Regions from separate parts of the Sus scrofa genome. Here region 2 is linked to region 1. Evidence: chromatin contacts called from public HiChIP or PLAC-seq data. All regions are on one chromosome and are shown on one strand. The core of a region is the stretch at or near the end of the contact, and the rest is flanking DNA. Distances in the headings are between cores, read along the strand shown.

What was found. HiChIP or PLAC-seq counts read pairs in DNA pulled down with a chosen protein or histone mark.
Region 2: a contact with region 1 is called in an H3K27ac HiChIP or PLAC-seq map of skeletal muscle, with 5 times the contacts expected there. The contact joins two enhancer-like sites. A contact is called at or near these places in 2 of 47 Hi-C or Micro-C datasets (embryonic fibroblasts and fibroblasts) and 1 of 2 datasets of contacts at active chromatin or transcription factors (skeletal muscle).

The regions. Positions count from the first base shown.
Region 1 is chr11:9,688,123-9,695,442 of Sscrofa11.1, reverse strand. The region is part of intron 1 of STARD13 (stAR-related lipid transfer protein 13); the gene reads left to right. Among named protein-coding and RNA genes, the nearest start is that of STARD13, 47 kb to the left of the region's middle. Within about 2 kb of position 4,507, at least 68 of the 83 cell types and tissues checked have an H3K27ac peak or open chromatin away from gene starts, as enhancers often do. A contact at or near this core is called in skeletal muscle, where this site is marked.
Region 2 is chr11:10,059,583-10,066,902 of Sscrofa11.1, reverse strand. All of the region lies in intron 3 of LOC106507939, which reads right to left. Among named protein-coding and RNA genes, the nearest start is that of RFC3, 83 kb to the left of the region's middle. Within about 2 kb of position 3,597, at least 21 of the 83 cell types and tissues checked have an H3K27ac peak or open chromatin away from gene starts, as enhancers often do. A contact at or near this core is called in skeletal muscle, where this site is marked.

The DNA.
Region 1 (7,320 bases), core at 3,258-5,757:
GGCTGCCATGCGTGGGTGTAGGCAATGAGCCCAGGACAAGTCAGACCAGATTGCTGGCCACATGAACTGGAGCTGATGTTGATCCCTAGAGGATGGAATGGGGGCAGAAAATGTGCTCCGGGAGGCCTGCAGAGGTGACAGTAACTAAAGAGAGTAAGGAGGATGAGAGACAAAATCAGGGAAATCTTACCACCCACAAGTCTTTATAGTAGGATCTGGACTCACTCCAAATGGGAGTGGGAACAATGAATCCAAAGAGAATCCACTGTGAAACCTTCCAAGGAGGGTCCTGGTCCTGGCTGCAGATGATCAGATCCCTGGCTTGCCCGCCTTGGTCATTGGGCATGTGGTGTATGCGTATCGAGAAGGCTTACTGACAAAGAACTGGGCACATACGTTACAAATCAACGGGTGGAAAGCCTCAAAATGAGCTTCAGAGCCCAAAGGAAGGCTTTGACATTAACCCACAACCTTTGGATTCAAGTAATTTCAAAAGCAGCCCTGCAGATCAGGTCTGTTTTTTTTTCCACCGACCACTTGTATCTCAAACATTTTCCTACTTGGCACAACTACCTTGGCTCCCTCTGAAACGGCTGATGAGGAGGCTGGAATGTGTGTGAAGGAGTAGAAGGAACAGAAGACAGATGAAAGCACAGTGAGCCATTTTGGCTTCTGTAAAAGCGCTCCTTGCTTTCTGCCATGTGTACACAAAATTCCATTGAGCACTAAGCGGGGATCATCTATCAAAAGTCTTAAAATTTTTAAATACCAAAAGTTTTGTTTAGAGGTCAAGTTTCAGAGTTTTGACTGTATTTGGAGTGTTTGCATTGGGAAGAAATGCCAGGGAAAGGCCATACAATATGCAAAGTTAGCCTTAAAGATGAGCAGAAAGCAGAGGACAAACCATCTACCCTCCAGAAGAGGAACTGTTAAACAAAGAGGCGGTCAGGCTGCCTCTTCATTGTAACATTCGGATAGGGGTGGGTCTCGGTCTCCAACTCTCAGTCCGGGGTTACTCCAGAGAGGGCTCTCACGGGTTAATTAAAAACTCTGGGCTGGGTATCTTCCTCTAAAGATACCTTGATCCTGGAGTTCCCGTTGTGGCTCAGTGGGTTAAGAACCAGACTAATATCAATGAGGTTTCAGGTTCAATCCCTGGCCTCCCGCAGTAGGTTAAGGATCCGGTGTTGCCTTGAACTGCGGTGTAGGTCACAGACATGGCTTGGATATGTTGTTGCTGTGGCTACGGTGTAAGCCAGCAGCTGCAACTCCAATTCGACCCCTGTCCTGGGAACTTCCATATGCTGCAGGTGTGGCGGTTAAAAAAAAAAAAAAAAAAAAAAAAAAAAAAGACACCTTGATCTCAACTACCATAGGAAGTTAGGAAGGTAGTCATCCTATACCTGTATTTCCATCCCAGTATCACATACAACTAAATAAAATTAAGTTGGTTTTCAGTATATTCTTCTTAAATTTTCTCCCTTACCCAATTTCCCCAGCACCCTTTTAGTTCCAGTGTTTCCTTCCCTGTCCCTCCTGTGTAATAGCAGAAAGAGTTAAAGTGTCGTCAGCTTGGAGAGCAACAGAGGCTCTACACTTGGCTGCTTTATCACCTGGGGCAATGCTTCACCTCTGGGATCTTAATTTCCTTCTCCACAAAACAGGATTGCACAAAGGGTTTCCATGGAGATCAATTAAAGACATGAAATGTGAATAGCACCAGGCTTAGCATCCAGTAGGTGCTTGACGTCCTTAGCCACTCTTCCCTTTCCATTCCCCTGGTAATTATACTTGTTGACGTTCTCAATATTCATCTGTTATCTCATCCCTGAAAGAGTCTTGAGTGAAGATTGTTCTTGACCAAATTAGGAAAGAGGAAAAGTAGGTGAAAACTAAGTACCAACCATTTTCCTCATTTATGAAGGACTTGGAAAGGAAGAAATCCAGCATCATTCTTAGGTTTTCAGCGCGCCCTCCCTCCTTCACCAGTGAAAAGGAAGAGCTCTCTTCTTGAGATGCATGGAGGACATTTCAGCCCAAGGAAGATTATCAGCAGTTTCTCAATTTTATATTTGCAACAAGCAGGCCAGAACTGCCCACCCAGTGGTAAGTCTTCTAACACTGCGACCAAATGATGATTTCAAAAAATCATTGAAAGGGCTCAGGTTTCATAGCAATTAGCATAAAACAAGGCATTAGTGATGCTAACGGGGAAGTAATGCTACCTTTCTGCTTTAAATATGGTATTTTGAGTACAGAAAATGGCAAAGCCGTGGTGAGCAATTGCATGGATTTACAGATACTACTTGAACCATAAAATACAAGTTGGACATGACATAGGGAAGACAGAGATGTTGACATATGCTCCTTCATAGATCCCTTTATTAAAGCTCAGACCGATTTTGGGGGGAAAAACGGGCTTTTCTAAGTTGTCTTTCTTTTAAACAAATCCCCCCCCCAATTTACGTTCAAGTTTCCTTCTTCATTGCCATCGCCTGTGAAATACTACACTTCACAGTATCTGTATCTGTTGATATATGTACCAAAGAATACATCTGCATGATCTTAATGTTTTCAGAACAAAACACCTCAGGTCCTTCAACGTGTTCCTGTGTTCACTATTGAGCAAAAAAAGGGGCATTGTGATTTTCATTTAGTAACCTGAGGTACACTGCAGGGCTTCTCAGGAAGCATCTTTCCGTTTATTTCTAAAACTCAGCCAAGTCAGTATTGAATTTCGAGGTTGGCGTTGGGAAAGGTCAGTCTTTCTTTAAGTGTTATTCACAGCTAAAAAACACCTGTGTGGTATTTCCTGCCTTTTGCTTCCCTTTGCTTGGCTTCCCAGAATATATCCAAAGTTCCCAAGTTCCATCCTTCTTTCTCGCTCTACTCTTCTTCTATACTCTTCCATTGCAAAGGGATAACTGCCAGGTGTTTGCAACAGCGAGTCGTCACCATTGGACATCAAGCCAAAAGCATGTGTATGAGGTGGCTGGCATCAGCATCGGCATGACACGGTAGCCAGTGCTGGATCTGGGCTTGGGGAGTGGGCCTCACAAGCATCTAAACTGCAGTAGGGTACTAAGCCTGTCTGCCAGTAATGCCCATGCTTCTGGCACATCCAGAGGCACCAGATCTCAGATCCCTCTCACCATGCACAAAAGGTCCTCTGGAATAGAAAAACTATGATCAAGGGCTGATGAAAAATGGAAAAGGAACAACAGGACCCAGTGCATCTTTCCTTTCCTTTCCTGCATCAGAGCTGACTTGAAAACCTGACCCTTACTTATTTTTGCATGGTGATTAGAAGAGGCTCTCAAGTGCAGGGAGAGAGGGAGGGAGAGAGAGGGAGAAGAACAGAGAGAGAAAGAAGAGTCCATTGTAGCCCTGGGAGTCTTTATTCATGTGCTCATTTACCTAGTAAGATATTTACGCGAAATGAGCTGCTTCTCAGAAGTGCAGAAATTCCGCAGGTGTTGGGGCTGACCACAGTTAGCCATAGCACCAAGAATCAAGATCCTAATTTAAGTCCTGTTGAACTTCCAATCGAGAGTTTTTCATTATTGGGATTCTAAATTCCAGGCCCGGCTGTGTTTCAGTTTGAATCTACCAAATATAAGAACAACTTGGCCACATGCCTCTTTTCCAAATAACTTTATTCCTTCAGCCCCAGGCTCAGAATTCAATAACATTTTCTATAGATTTTTTTTTTCTCTTCACATCAAACAATATTAAAGAGAAAAAATAGGGGGGAAATGCTGATTACTCCCACATGTACACTCGGATATGGCCAAGTGGAATCACTCGCAGTTTCCTTAAACACACACTCTGGTTTCCCCTGTCCATATATGTGGGCACAGACCCTCCTCAGCCCCTGCCTGTCAGAATCCCACCCATTTCTTAAAAGCCCACCCAGATGTCTCTTTCTCTGTGTGGCCTGCTCTCATCATCACCCCAGTCAAAAGTAATAATACTCCCCTTTAATATTGTTCTTAGGTCTTTTTTTGAGGCCCTTTCACATAAGGCCTGCATTATACCCTTTTGCACAACTTCTCTACTGATCCCAAGCAGCTTGGCCACAGCAGCTTTGCATGAATCTGCATCTTTACTGTGATTCCCGCAGTGTCTTAAATGGAATAGGCACTTGAAGAGTATTCTTCTTCTGGCTGATTAATAATTGAGGAAGTAGAAGATTTTAAAGGGGAAGATACTTAAATATGTTGATGCCCTCGCCTGTGCCAGTTTCATCTGTAAGAGCTCTCAGCTTCCCATGCAGGTCAGGGGCCTGGAGTGCATTTCCTCCGGGCATTAAAGGACTGGAAGTGTACTTTTCCCTGGAAAAGCTTTATCCATTTCTTTTGTAATGAAGTGTGGTCATTTATCCTCAGCTGTTTATGCTTATTGGAAGTAGTTTTTCATTTAAATCGTGTATCACACCCATCTCTGTACCTCGCTGCAGCTGCCTTGGAGAAGGCGGGTGTGCTTTCTCTATCGTTTACAGCTGGAACGATTTCCTGTGCCCAGGGCTTAGTTTTCTTCTGTTGCCCTTTCTCCTCTCCCTCAGCTCTTTCAGTGAGTGCAGCTTCTCGGGGCTTAGTCACTTCGGAGGCAGGGCAGGAGCCTTCGCTTCCCGCGCAGTCGGGGACCCGAGCCCCTGGAGCAAGGTCTCTCCGGGGCTCCGGCAGCCGACGGCGTACGGGCTCATCTCCTGCCCGCCTCTGATTGGCTCCGCGGGGTCACGTGAGGCCCAGGAGGGGAGGTTGGAATTCTGAGTTGTGGCTTTTGGCACTCCTTTTCTTTTTAAAAATCGCTGGGTCTGTTGAGCTCTGCTGGGCTGGGTGCCTTGCACCGTGACTGAGACTGGAGGCAGACGGAAACAGCCACAGGGCAGACTGAGGTGGCAAACGAAAATCTGCCGGGATGTTCAGTCAGGGACCCAGGACCCCAGCTTCAGGCTGCTACTATCTAAATGCCCTGACACCTGAGAGCCAGGAGATGTATTTGCGATTTGATCAGACTGCGAGGCGCTCTCCTTACAGGATGAGCCGGATTCTAGCACGCCATCAGCTAGTGACTAAAATTCAACAAGGTGAGTCGCCGGCAGTGGAAGGCTGTTGCTAATTCTGATTTCTGTTGGCTCTCTTTCGTGCTAACGCAGTTTTGAAAGCTGTTTTCACTTTACATTGTATGGGTTTCTCTGCCACGCTGCACCTAACTTTGAGAAGTAGCTTCAGGCTGCAGTTTTAAGCAAACAGTGACAGCGCTTAGCTGCCACATAACTCAACATTAAGTCCACAAAAACCTTCACGGCAGGACAGCGAATCATAAATTTCCAAAACTACGTATATGTCTACAGAATAAATGAGACAGGTTTCCTCGGTGTGTATTTTAGGCGCTTCTCTGAAGGTTCCTCACACCCTGTCATGTTTAAAACTTAGACACTGGTTTATTTAAGGGGGGCGGGGGGGAGCGGAGGACTAGCTTCACCCTGCCCAGATTCTTTACAATACTCTTACCTGACAGGAGAAAGTTAAAATTCTGTTCTTAAAGCCCTTGGGCTGACAATCAGAATCACATTCTCTGCCTCTTTGCCTGTTTACGTCAGGAGTTGCCACTGATTTGTTGATACTGTTTTTCTGGTAAAGGATAAGCTTGTCTGCTAACTTCAAAACAAATCTTGTGACAGGAGCATCAGCTGCATAAGGCAGAGAGGAGAGGAAAATTGATTACAAGCTATTGGGTGTTCCTTTTTATTCTGGGGGTGGGGGGATTACTAAAACTCATTATTCTCTGGTAATAGTTTAAAACATGCCCCTTATCTTAGGGTACGTTTGTAGAAACTAGAAAGGTGAACCTTCCTAAGAAAAAGACATATACCCACGCATACCCCCACATACATAATAAGTTTATGAAGTTTATAACCACCCACTCCCAGGCTAACTAAATAACTAAATTATTATATCGGTGATACATAACCACCAATGACCAGGATTTTCTAGAGCCATTATAAAAATAAATTTCCACTTAAATAAATGAGTTTAAGATTATATTTAATTTTAGAAGGGAAGTTGGAGTTCGTAATCATGAAAATCTTATTGTAATGTTTCCAAAAGGAACAATATGTATTCTAGTGAGCAGCATTTGATGAGATTGTTTCCTTGGAAATTGGGATTTGTTTTTAAAGGTTCAGGAACTGGATATGTGTGAAGGATACTGGTCCTACATACCAGTCTGATTTCAGGAAGGATATTATGTCATTCCATAAACTCTCTGTGTGCAGGTCTTGATTGAATAGAAACAAAAGTAATTATTTCCCTGTGGCTTGATTTAAAAATACATTAGGCTTAGAATAAAAACCAGCTCCATTTTAGTTTCAGGGCTGTGTGACAACAGTGCTTGACCAGATGCCATCATCGTTATGGACGTGGGGGCTCGAGGAACGTTGGATGATGATTTATAGTCTGCACCCTGTAGGTGTTCCTCGGCATACGTGTAGAGTGTATTGTGTCAGACAGCGCATGCAGATAGTTTGGAATATCTTTGACAGTCTCCTTAAGTGAATTTACAGGGGTTGATTTTGTTAAAAATTACTTGTGTTCTTTTTGGAATGAAGATTATTTTTCCATCGAAGACTTGCAGTTATGAAGGAGCACATGCACGGTCATCGAATGTGTATTCTGTGTCTATGTTTCATGTTGCCTCATTAGAAAGTCTGAGCATCCTCCCTATTTGATGTTGGGCAGTGGAACCTTGGAAGCTCAGGAATGCCTAAAAATGAAGTGACAATTAGCATCATAGGGAAGTCTGAAAAAAATTCCAACAGTCCAGTGATTAGGAACTCATTATTTGTTAATAGCATACAATTGTATCATAAGACATTGAGAGAGCAGAAGCAAAATGATTTGACTGGGTTTACTGTATGCGTAGATTGCTTACTGTAATAGTAGAAGATACTGATCGATTATTTACAGTTTGTGCACTGCTCTGAGAGCTTTGCATATATATGTCCATTTATTTTATCCTCAAAAAACAAATTCTTGCAGGTGAGTACTATTATTATATCAATTTTAAAGGCGTGAAAACAGAAATACGTAGAGTTCAAATAACTTCTCCAAGGCCACATAGTAGGAGCTGGTATTTGAATGTATCTCTAGAGACTGTGCTCAATAATACCCATTTTTCTGGTTTGTTTTTATATTGAGTATTAAACTACTGAACCTTTGGTTTCTGAATAATGTAATATCTCTGTCTTTTCCACTCAGGGTATAGCAATGAACCATATCACAGATTTAAACTGGTCACTTAACTGTGAGATTTTCA
Region 2 (7,320 bases), core at 2,348-4,847, 370 kb before region 1:
ATTCATTAGTCAAACTATAGAGAATTTAAGACTTTCCACCACCCCCCTTATGTGCATGGATTTGTTTTCAGAGTTCCAGCCACTAGTCAATCAAACATCTGTATACTAGTTACTCAAGTCACTAGCTCACTACAGAGTGAGTGGCACATTCTCAGTCAAAATTAGAAGTCAACAAACTAACACTAAACTCTTTACTAAAATGTATACTGGAACTATGTAAATGTACATACAGGTTTACTCAGAGTTCCTGTTGTGGCACCGCGGAAACAGATCCAACTAGCACCCACGAGGATGCTAGCTCCTCCCCTGCCTCTCTCAGTGGGTCAGGCAGGATCCAGAGTTGCCGCAATCTGTGGTATAGGTGGCAGACGTGGCTCAGATCCCACATGGCTGTAGCTCCGATTTGCCCCCTAGCTTGGGAACTTCCATATGCCTCGGGTGCGGCCCAAATATATAAATAAATAGAGGCTTATGCGTTTATAGAATTAGAGATTCCAGGCAATTGAAAATCATGTTATTTCTATTAAGCTCAGTAAGAAAGCGGGTAAAGTGGCAAGTACTGGGAGGCTATGTTCTAGAAACTGTCCCCAGGAGAGCTGCGGGCAGATCACTGGGTCACAGAGGAATAGTCTCAAGTCTTAAGATTGATGGAATTCACCTTGATGGGTTTTGGACTTGCTTGGGACCCATCAGCCCTTCCTTGTTTCCAGTTTCTCCATTTTAGAGTGGGATTATCTAACCAAGGCTGTCCTACCACTGTATTTTGAAAGCACATAACTTGCCCGGTTTCACAAGTTCGCAGCTGGAAAAATTTCGCCTAAGGATGAATCACACCTCAGGTACATCTATACCTGCTTTAGATGCTATTTACATGAGACTTTGGACTTGAAATTGATGTTGGACTAGGTTATGATTTTAACAGTTATTGGAATAGGTTGAATAAAAAGGAAACAAATTTGGGGAGTCCAGAGGGTGTAATGTTAGGACTAATTGTGCCTCCAAAATTCATATGCTGAAGCCATTACACAGTAGGACTGGTGTCATTATAAGAAGAGGAAGAGACACCAGAGGCCTCTCTTTTTCTGTGTGTGCACAAGCAAAGGGCTTGTGAGGACACAGTGAGAAGGTGCCATCTGCAAGCCAAGATGAAAGTCTCATAAGAAACCAATTCCATGGACACTTTTATCTTGGATTTATAGCTTCTAGAACTGTGAGAAAATTTAATTTCTGTTAGGTTACTCCTCAGTCTCAGGTATTTTGTTATGACAGTCCAAGTAGACTAATCCACCACTATTAGTAAACCCTTACAGTTTCTCTAAAATTAGCCCACCAATCTAAAAAAAATTATTCCATTACCAGCAAATAGTCATTTCTTGTCGCCCGAATAGAAAGACATGTAGCTGGCAGTTTAGAATTAAGAGACACTAGAAATTATATCTATAAGCTCTCAGGGATCCAAATTAGATCGCCCTCAAATATTTTTAATATATGTTTTAAAAAAATAAAATAGCCAATGTCCATGATAAAGACATGATAAAGAAATAATATAATTCAAATAACAAATAATTTTTTAAAAATTTCTCTACTGATACGGAGCGCACTATAGAATTTTTAAAAGGAGATTCCCTTTCCTTTTAATATTTTACTTGAATTCATTTAAAATGTGCTTGAACTTACTGAGCCACATCAATTGGGCCATGGAGAAATAAACCTGGCTTCTGCAGGTAATGGACAAGATAGACAATTTGCTTGTGAATACTGAGGGCTGACTGTTTGGATTTTGTGTGGGATATGAAATAATTCTCTGCTTAGTAAGGAAGGCATTTGCATGAGATAAAATTTCAGCGAAAGTCTAATGGCAGAGAAAGGAAGATTTGGGGCAAATATGACATTCCCATTCTTCAGATAGAATCCTGTTCGTGTGGAGTCACCTTGAGTAAAGGGTCTGGGAAGGGGGAGGGCATTTCTTTGTGCAGAAAACTAACAGGGGTTAGAAAGACAAGGGGCTGTGAATAGCAGACCAAAGAATAGACCTTGGAGGTTTTTTAGGATGTCTTTGCTTGAAAAAAAGAGCATTTTCATCAGGTTTGTCAACTGATACTTGATTAACAGTTAGACATTACATATGTTTTTAAACATAAATTTACAATTTGTATAAATCAGATTGTTATTTAATTGGAATGCATAATATAAAAAATTTTATCCAAATAATAGAAATACTGCCTAACCAAATACTCTACTCGTGTGATCTTTTCACCAGAAAGAACATGTCTAATGAAGGGAGGTTTTTTCCTTATTTGTAGTCTTCATTCAAAGTTATTATCTCTGCACAGTAAATGTATACTCTAGTCCGAGGTGCTACACTGCCGCCCAGGAGCCCTGCAGGCAGATCGCTGGGTCCATGATAAACAAACTTAGAGGAAAAACCCTGACAAACTTAGAAGATAAAAATCCCCCTTTGCAACTAAAACGGACATAACTGAGCCTTCTGCAGGACTTTCTAGCTAAGATTTTCTGCATGATCAGTCCCAGAAAGACCCTGAAGTTTGCTATTTTCTAGTCCTGTAACTTCCTATCCCATACTCATGTGTAGGTTGTAAGGACTCAGACTCAACTTTCCAGATGACTTCAGGGACAAAGAATTGCTCATTTGTTATATACCAATCTTGACATTTCAAATTGTGATTGAAAACAATCTTCTTTAATTAACTATGTTGATTCTGGTGAAAAGATCAGACAAGAGTAGCATATTTAGTTGGGCAATATTTCTATTTTAGTGTCTTTTTAACTATAGTCTTTCAGTCCCAAGTTGATATACATATATTAATTTCTCAGCTTGCCCCATAGAGAAGGTACAAATATAAATAAAACTCTACAACTCTACTTGGAAAATAAAGATTTTACCCACAACACAACTCTTTTACTCATATTACCCATCGTGAAAAATCCTTTTGTCCCTTTAATGGGCAAATACATTATTTAAAAGCTACCTGCTCAAATGTGGGAGAATCTTTATAGAAGTGTTAAATCACAATTAGCATTAAATATACATTTACCTTCAAGTATTCTGAAATTAAAACTGACTGTAATGTTTTCCTCTAAAGTACACGCTAAAGCATTCTGCTTGCCTAGGCTTTTACTAATATATGTTTTTTTCTGCTCTTCCATTTTCCAACTACCTTTTATATTACATATATAATATTTAGTATATAGATATATTTAACAGATATTTAATAGATAATAAGTTTAATATATATAAATTTTACAGGAGAAAATTATAGGAAGGTAGTGGACAGAAGAGTCTTCCCAGGGGATTGGTGCAGTAATGCTTTCAGCACAGAGAAGAGGGGAGGGGTCTCCTTTTCTTTTTTTTTGTCTTTTTACCTTTTCTAGGGCCGCTCCCATGGCAGCTCATGGCAGCTCATGGCAACGCGGGATCGTTAACCCACAACCTCATGAGGAAGGCCAGGGATCAAACCCACAATCTCATGGTTCCTAGTCAGGTTCATTAACCACTGCACCTTGACGGGAACTCCATACTGCATCCTGCTCCCTTCTCACCTAAGCTTTTGTCCTGCTAGAGGTAAATTCTCCCTGGAGCACAACACAAGGTGGTGCTGTTGTATTTATGCTAAACCAGCTGCAGGCCCAGCCACTAAGGCTATCTATAGATTTGATCTGAAAGTATTAAGTGCCAAAGGAGGGGGGGTGGAACTGGGTTTTGCATATGTAAGTGTCTATCCTGTAGTTATCCCTTCAGATAAGAAAAGCTGAGTTGAAAGAAGGAGGAGGAGTGTAGGTTTCTTCCATCTTCGGAAGCTTCTGGGGAAACCATCTTAACAAAACAAAGTGAAAGTGCCAATGGGTTCCTTTGTTACTAAATTACAGAAGCCTAGAAATATTAAGATCTTATCTAATCCATTACTCTGTTTTTTTATATGATTTCATATATTAAATTATCAGCCAATTAAACTTTTCCTTTGTTTTTAAAATTTCCCAGGGAAGGGGAAAAGGCAAATTAACATTCCCTAGTGTCAATCCCTTCCTCTGTCCCTGGGGTCGGATTGTCCCACTCCTCTCTGCACAAGGGATGGAGAGGATTTCATCAGCAGGCCAGATAATGAGGGGCAAAAAAAGACTGGAAATCAGGGAGCTTGGATTCTCCTCCCTCACTGGACCCACGACAGAGTCCTCAGATTCAGCATCTCCGAAGTGAAAAGGCTGGACTAGCATTTATGGTTTCCACAAATACTTGCATCAGAAAATCACCTGGGAAAGGCAGCTTACAAAATCCTTCCATCGGAAAATCCAGGGTGGGGCCTAGAAATTGTAATTAAAAAATAAAAACCAGAGGTCTTCCCCCTTTTTGCCTATCTGAAGATAGAGAAATTAGATATAAATTCATAGGCAGGCAGCCCTGCATGGGTCTAATGACTGGTAAGTAGGCAGCACTAGATTAACTCTGTTAACTCTTAAATCCCATCTGGCTTTAAAATGTTCAGTCATCCTTAACACAAAAGCCCCTGAAAAATAAAAGTAAATGGTACCAGATCCAAAGTAACTTTCTCTTGAATTGTATTCCCCGCCTTTTGAGCAATTTGTTATGTGTAGATCTAAAAGTGTTTTCTAAATTTTTCATATCTGTGAAAATGGGAGGAACAGAACTATCACCATGGTAAAAATGCAATAATACTTCCTACCTGCTATTTTATTTTGCTATAATTGTAACTACGAATTGGTTGAGAGTTATGAAAATAGTACTTTCACCATTCAGTTTTTATTTGTATAAAACTGGAAAGTTAAGAAGCTGGTCAAATAATTGGCCAGTATATAAGTTAATTTATAAGTCACATTGTGGCAAATTCAGATATATAGGAGTCACTTACAAAAAATCCTCTAGGAAAATTTGGCTTTCTGAGGCTTTTAGACTTTGTCTAGTTTAGCAACGTGAAATTCAGAAACAACACAATTCAGGTCATTAACATCCCAACTCTCATCTGAAAGAATCAGATAATTGAAGCAACATTTGTTTACTCTAGTTTATAGCATCGAGGTAATTGATTCTGCTTTCCATCTCCCCTTGCTAATGTAATGTGCCCTCAATGTTATTTGTGAAGTAAATCGATTAGGAAATTTGGCTCACATATGCAACTCTTGCATATGGGTAATTATTCCAGCAAAAAGAAACATATTTGTAGTCTTTGTAAGGAATAGCCTTAGTGCCACTTTCAAATATTTTGTTCTTATCACTTGTAGTTTAAAAGCTATTTACAGATCTTGGAGTTCCCATTGTGGCGAAGTGGTTAACGAATCTGACTAGGAACCATGAGGTTGTAGGTTTGATCCCTGGCCTCGCTCAGTGGGTTAAGGATACGGCCTTACCGTGAGCTGTGGTATAGTTCGAAGACACAGCTTGGATCCTGCACTGCTGTGGCTGTGGTGTAGGCCAGTGGCTATGGCTCTGATTAGACCCCTGGCCTGGGAACCTCCATATGCCACGGGTGCGACCCGAGAAAAGAAAAAAGACCAAAAAAAAAAAAAAAAAAGGCTATTTACAGATCTAATTAATTTGTTCCTCAGCAATCTTAAGTTTACTATTTCCAACCAATGGATTGAATGAATAAAACAATGTCTGGAGCCACAATCAGCATTCAGTTAAATGTTAAAGTCAGTCAGTGTTGTCGGAGCTAAACTCAGTTAAATGCCATGTAGGTAATCTGTCCATTGGATCTTTCAAACCACCTCTCAAAATACGTCCCAGCTACCAGTGTTTATCAGTTACAAATTTCCATATTCCTCTGCTGCTCAGTCACGCTGCTCTGAATTATATCTAAGTCCATGTCTTGTGATTCTCAGTATAATTACATCTGCTTCTCCCTGATTTTTCATGAGCTTGTTTCATCCTTTTGAGATGGCTTATGAATGCATTTGTCCCCTCCATCAGAAGGACACCAGCCCTGCAGCTCTGTCTCACTGTGACTCCCAAGCCCCAGTGAATAAAAATAGCCTTATGTCCTCTGGAGTTCTCTGAACCATTTAGGAAAAAAGAATGCCTGTCAAGGAATCACTATCACTTGTAATGTCCTCTCCAAAAGACAGCTTAGAACTATTTGTGACCTCATGAACTACAAAAGAAAAGAATATATGCTCAGAACAATATAGCTTTTCTCTATTGTACAGCCATGGCTTCTTGGAGCCCCAGGGATTTTTGCTGCTGGACTTGGCCTGGTCGTGTAGAGGCATTGTGCATGAGGAAATCAGCTGCTGCCTCAGTGGTTAATGTGCAATTACTCTGCATTTTGAACCTGGTTGTCTGCTTTTGCTGCCATTACTACAGCTGCTTCTGGAAGACTCAGGGTGTTCTTGCCCTGGACACTGAAAACCTAGCTCCTTCTTTACCCAGAACCCATTCTCTGTGTCATGGAGGAACTGGGAGCCACAGTATAAGACGCAGTTCTTCACTCAGCAGTTCTGTAGCTCTGTCCTCCATCAAGTTCCTGAACTTCTCTGATCTTGAGAAGCTCCACCTCTAAACTGGAAACCGTATCTACCTCCCAGTAGATAACAGTTAACTATTCTCCAAAGCGGAACACTATGACCGCAGTGCATAAATGGTGTGTTGCTGCACAGATGTGAGAAACTGTTAAACACTGATTATTGAGAGCAGCAGCCTCCAACCGGGAGCCCCCAACTTCAGGGCTCCCCGGCAATCAAGTGAGGCATGGTGAGAGAATGTTAGAACTTTATAACCATGTGTAATTTTAAAAAATCGAGATGATATTAAGGCTTCACAATATTTAGGAAATGAAGTTGATGCCTTCTCTAACCTGCATCTGAAATGGTCATGGGACTTGGTACATGAGATAATTTGAGGCGCCACAACAGAATGGTGCTGGCAGAGCCCTCACACATCTGTATGCATTCTGTGCATGGCAGCATGCTGCAGTTTGCGCATGTCCTGGGAGGATGGCAGAACAATGCTCTTTTCCCCCAACTGCCCCGGAGTCCCTGGAAACTGTGAATAGGTTACCTCACATGGCAAAAGGAACTTTGCCAATCTGATTAAGGATCTTGAGATGGGGAGATTATCTGAGTGAATCCAATATAATCACCAAGGCCCTTATAATAAATGAGGCAGGAAGGCAGGACGGTCTCAGTGAGAGATGTGACAAGAGGATACAGTGATGTGGCTGCCAGAGGGGCCACAGGCCCAGGAATGTGGCAGCCTCTTGATGCTGGAACAGTCAGGGAAACATAATCGCCTCCCTAAGGAACACATCCCAGTCTACGCCTTGATGTTAACTCAGGGAGACCCATTTT